Regions from separate parts of the Danio rerio genome. Here region 2 is linked to region 1. The links are chromatin contacts, called in public Hi-C maps. All regions are on one chromosome and are shown on one strand. Each heading gives the region's core, a stretch centred on a gene start, on an enhancer-like site or on the middle of the called end of the contact. The rest is flanking DNA. Distances are from core to core; before and after follow the strand shown. Region 1 holds the start of cmasa (cytidine monophosphate N-acetylneuraminic acid synthetase a). Region 2 holds the start of si:dkey-14k9.3.

Region 1 (2,760 bases), core at 140-2,639:
GAGGTGAGATCTGTTGGGGATATACAGTATATACAGGTCTTGTACAATATAAAAAAAGATTCATTTATTCATTTTTGGCTTTATCCTTTTATTAATTAGGAGTAGCCATGGCGAAATGAACTGCAAATATTAAAAACGTTTGAAATTTATGTATTTGTCTTAATGTGTGCATGTTACATTTATTTATAGTTTTCCTTTATATTAACACAGTGCATGTATATATATATATATATATATATATATATATATATATATATATATATATATATATATATATATATATATATAAAACTCATCTCTAATAACTGATTTATTTTATCTTTGACATGATGTCAGTAAATAATATTCACTAGATATTTTTCAAGACACTTCTATACAGCTTAAAGTGACATTAAAATGCTTAACTAGGTTAATTAGGTTAACTAGTCAGGTTAGGGTGATTAGGAAAGTTATTGTATATCGATGGTTTGTTCTGTAAACTGTTGATAAAAAAATACAGCTTAAAGGGGCTAATAATTTTGACTTTAAAATGGGTTTTTAAAAATGTAAAACTGCTTTTATTCTAGCCGAAATAAAACAAATAGGACTTTCTCCAGAAGAAATAATAATAATATAGGAAATACTGTGAAAACTTCCTTGCTCTGTTAAACATCATTTGGGGAATATTTAAAAAAGAAAGAAAAAATAAATTCAAAGGTGGCAAATAATTCTGACTTCAACTGTATGTATATATATATATATATATATATATATATATATATATATATATATATATATATATATAGATGAATAGATGTAACTGTGATTATATATTTTTTTACTTTTGATGTGCGAAATGTAAAAATGTTTTTATTACAGTATACTTTTATATTTTAAACCGAGTTAAAACTGTTTGAGCAAAATGTGCCAAACAAATACACGTTAAAATAAATAATTTGAATTTAACTGCGAGTAAAAGTTTTGAAGCAGTTTGTTATTTGGTAACTCTTAGTTGAAAACGCCACATTTTTCAATGTCCTTTAAACTGTGTTATTGTTAATAAAGCACACATAATGCCAGTACACCGTCAACAATACAGCCTGTGTCTGATTGTAATTACTTATATCAATAAAATGAACAGTTTTATTGCTTTGACTGCAGATTGTTTATTTTAGAGTGTGATTTCCGGGTTGTACGGAAGTCCCGTAAACAACCATAATTGTGCGCAGTACCTTTTACACTCTAATTAAAAAAATGTTTAAACTCTGTTAATTGTTTACTATTCACTGTTTACATATACAAACTCGATTAAGCTCAGTCAAATGACCCGATTATACAATTGTTCACTATTGAACCGTCTAAGAGACGGATTAAAAATCCAGTGCGCGTGTTAGTTTAGTCACTACGGTTACGTTACAGGCGTGACAAACTTGAGACGTGGTCTATTGCCAGCTTTTATGGTTTATTTGAGAAGATAATTACATCAGAATGAAATAAACGCCCTGTAGTTCGAGTCTGAATAATTGGAGGAACCTTTTTTAATCAACCCAATCGTTCGCACTACGTGTGGAAATATTAATTGGCTGGAAACAGTAATGGACGCAGTAAATGAAAACGGTAAACGCGCTATGAAGGACGACAGTCATGGGAACAGTACCAGCCCAAAACGAAGAAAATCCAGACACATCTCTGCTCTTATTCTGGCCCGTGGAGGGAGTAAAGGAATCCCCCTGAAGAACATTAAGATGCTTGCAGGGGTTCCCCTGATCGGATGGGTGATCAGAGCGGCTGTGGACTCCAATGTCTTTAACAGGTCGTGCTGTGTGACGTCAGCATCCATATATATATCTGTATGGTTGCTTTTGAAATATTTGCAGTATTGTCTCTTATGCCTGCTTTTGCAGTGTTTGGGTGTCTACTGATCACGAAGAGATCGCCAAAGTGGCCTTGGCTTGGGGTGCAAAGGTGCACAAGAGGAGCCCAGAAGTGTCCCAGGACTCCTCCAGCTCACTGGACACCATTCGGGAGTTCAGCAGACAGCACCGAGGTTGTAAATCTTTTGCAGTCAAATTCCATTGCTAATTCTCTATAGGGGTGTATCTACAGCTTGTGAAACTTGTGCGTCCTCTGCTTGCTTGTTGGTTGAACAAACAGACCAACCGGATCTGAGCCACATAAACGAGGTTAAAGTTGTGCCATTCTTTGCATTGCACATCAGGATGCAGTGGCTATTATATGCCTTATGAGGACGAAAATCAAAACAACGTGCATTTTCCCAATTCTGATGAATAATTTTAAAGAGTAATTATAATAATATTTACAACTGCAGTTTTTTTTTTGCATTGAAAGTTCAATGCATTTGGAAAGAAATATTGTTTTAAGTATGCTTGTGTGTAATTCTCTAAACAACGTGCAAACGGATCATCAAGTGTCACGTTTTGCTAAATAAAATGTCTAAAAGTCTATTTGAATGACTACTCTGTTGTTTGTTTTTGATTATAAAGGATGTAATAGATACTTTATTGGATATGTCTCCAAAAATAAAAAAGCTGGTGTTAAATTGCTTACCCTCAAGCCAAACAAGATGTAGTTGACTTTTCCCCCGTTCAGTAGAACATTGACGTAGTTTATTTTGTCTGAAATCGTTGTCCTTGCTGATAGAATGCAATTCACAGGCTACAAGCAGGCTGTAAGTAAAAAAACAACAATATTTATATATACACAGACAAAACAAATGTAATATCTGTGGCTCCTAGTGATGCACTGACATATATATTCTGT
Region 2 (2,760 bases), core at 157-2,656, 170 kb after region 1:
GATCTGCATCCTCTGCATTATGAGCTGATTCCTTTGTTTGATCCGCTTCTTCTGCATCTGTGCTCGGCTTCTCAAGCTCTACTTCAGCACTAGAGACAGAATATTGTGCAATGGATATTTTCAGCTTCTCAGTCACATATAACATTCATAGAGGTATCTACATGTTAGTGCCTTTCATTAGTAATTGTAAGATGTCTTTCAAAAGACTTTATTATATATCGGTCTGCTTTTTCTGTGAAGATTTACATTGGTTTATATTGTGCACTCCTGAGTGTGTCCAAAAAACAAGGTGGAATGCAACTCGCCATGATGTACATTTCTTATTGCTCATACTTATAAACGTATTAAGGAATATGTATCATAGGCATGAGTTACTAAATGATTGTCTTTCATTCCTCATTTAAGTTGTTCTGAATCTGTAAGATTTTATAAAATATTACTTTTTGTAATATATTATATCCCCGATATTATACAAATTAACTTTTATGTCAAAATGTGACCCTGGACCACAAAACCTGCCATAATTTTGGAAATACGCTTTCTATTGATGTATGTTTGTTATGATGTGGCAATATTTGGCCATCTATTCATCATCTGGAATCTGTGGGTTCAAAGAAATCAAGATATTTTGAGAAGATTTCCTTTAAAGTTGTCTACATTCAAATCAAGATATATTAATAATCAAAAATTAAGTTTTACATGTTTATGATAGGACATTTACATAATGTCGTCTTGGAGCATGATCTTTACTTCCTCTTTAATTTTATTTGTTTTTGGAATAAAGGAAAAATTGATCATTTTGACTGCTTGTATTGGTTTTATTCTTTACAAAAAATATACTTGTGCAACTTAAAAGCTTAAGTTTTTGTGTCCACTGTCACAAAAATGAGTTGAACTCTTCTGACACCAATAAAACAAAATCTACTGGCATCCCATGATTCATCAAATACTTCTGCAGTACAATAATCCATATGAAGATTGAAAAAGAAGTGCAGAAGAGGCACTGAGAGGTCAAGAGCAAAGGAAATCTGCCTGGAGGTTAGTGTCAAAGCCTTTTTAAGGGATAGTTCACCCCAAAAAAATGAAAATAATTTACTCACCCTTCACTTGGTCCAGGTGTGTTTGAGGTTTTATCATCTATGGAATATAAAGAAAAAATTTTCTTATTTTGTGTTTAACTGGATTTAAACCATCATCAAAATAAATTCATAAGCATAATATATAATGCACACAAGATCAGTTAGCATGATTGAGATTTCACTGAAAATAATCAAATGCATAACAGTTCATAGAAGGCATATGAATATTTCAACTTCTAATATCTGCAAAATAAAATGTTTATAAATGACAAACACGAGCAGTATTTTTCTCACCAAAGTGCTCTTGTTGGGAGATTTTATTGTCCATGATGTAGGCATTTAACTGCTGTGCTTAAAGTCTAGAGGTGCTCTGCATATCTCCTGAATAGCTTGTTTAAAACACTAATATTGTTAGATTATTTGTTAGTGGATTTACCACGCAAAACAACTAAATTATTAATCACTTTGTTTTGGATTTTAGTCCCGACAATCATGTGAAAACGGCTCTGACTACAGTCAAAATGAGTTTCAAAATAAAAGCTTCTTGCGTACGTCCGCAGTAAAAATAAAATAAAACTATACAAACAACTGTTGCAATAATTGTTATCGATGTAATATATGTTATCTTTCAAAAAATATAATAATAATAAAATACTTACGATAGGAAGAAAGTAGGAAAGAACAAAATATTTAGTTTTTTTTGTTATTATTAGTATTATAAATATCTCAAACTGTTTAAATAAAAATAAATCAAGCGTTTTACTCTATAAAATAACAAACACTGATGCTTTAATACTATTTTGCTATAATTGTCCTTCGAGTTGTAAAAATCAAAGACAATCGTAAAACTGTCTAAATTTAAACAAAAGTAATTTACTTACATATAATTATTAAACTATTTAAACAACATTAAAACTGTTAAAACTATAAAAAAAAAACATTTAAATTATTTATTTTAGCTACAATTAATCATTAAACTCGATTAGTGTACTGCACAAATTGAATGCAAATGTATTTGTAATGATGTAGTTTTATTGTTGTGATATTGTTTATTTATGTTTTTTTTATTATTATTATTATTATTTTGTCCGTATCACGTTCACATGTTTAACCAGAATCATCTCAAAGCATGCTGGGGTTGGAATAAAATGGAATTGCTGCTCCTCCTTCCATCTACGGGGTGTTTCCAGGCCTGGCCAATCAAATCCACATACGAGCAGAGGCAATAAATACAGAAGCTCAGGCTGCTGTAAAGAGAGAGAAGCTGCAGATTTGAGCAAGTGCTTATGAATTAGATATCTAATATCAGATTTAAAAATACACCTCACTATGACATCTGTAACTCTCAATAATGGAGCTAAGATGCCCATTGTTGGACTGGGAACATGGAGGGTGAGTACAATCGTTCAATATAGTAGCCTAGTTTCATTGTAAATGGTTTTGATTATATTATATTATATTAATGCAGCATTTATTGTATACCCAAAGACACAACAGGCAAAAAAACTGAGATATTTGTGTTTTTATTTTCATAAATCTCCACTTTTTATACAGTTTCATATCTGAAGGTTTTTACAGTAGAACGTTCATAGCTGATTTGTCTAACTACATTATATTAAACCTGATTTCTTCCAAAGTTCAGACTTTTAGAATTGTAAAGTAGCACATGTTTGAATTAAAC

Evidence for each region. A called contact is a pair of places that touch in the nucleus more often than the background predicts.
Region 2: a contact with region 1 is called in a Hi-C map of skeletal muscle, with 4 times the contacts expected there. The contact joins the promoter of si:dkey-14k9.3 here to the promoter of cmasa in region 1. A contact is called at or near these places in 10 of 18 Hi-C or Micro-C datasets (caudal fin, embryo, fibroblasts and 3 more) and 2 of 4 datasets of contacts at active chromatin or transcription factors (caudal fin and embryo).

Annotation. Positions count from the first base shown.
Region 1 is chr4:15,308,064-15,310,823 of GRCz12tu, forward strand. It overlaps cmasa (cytidine monophosphate N-acetylneuraminic acid synthetase a), which reads left to right and starts at 1,390. Exons shown (of 8, transcript NM_001040252.2): 1 at 1,390-1,792; 2 at 1,884-2,026. The coding sequence starts at 1,575. LOC141381604 (a long non-coding RNA gene) reads right to left here and starts at 2,666. Exons shown (of 5, transcript XR_012402012.1): 1 at 2,548-2,666.
Region 2 is chr4:15,480,272-15,483,031 of GRCz12tu, forward strand. si:dkey-14k9.3 reads right to left here and starts at 1,407. Exons shown (of 2, transcript NM_001039063.1): 1 at 1,374-1,407. The coding sequence starts at 1,407. It overlaps akr1b1.1 (aldo-keto reductase family 1, member B1 (aldose reductase), tandem duplicate 1), which reads left to right and starts at 2,336. Exons shown (of 10, transcript NM_001002048.1): 1 at 2,336-2,471. The coding sequence starts at 2,409.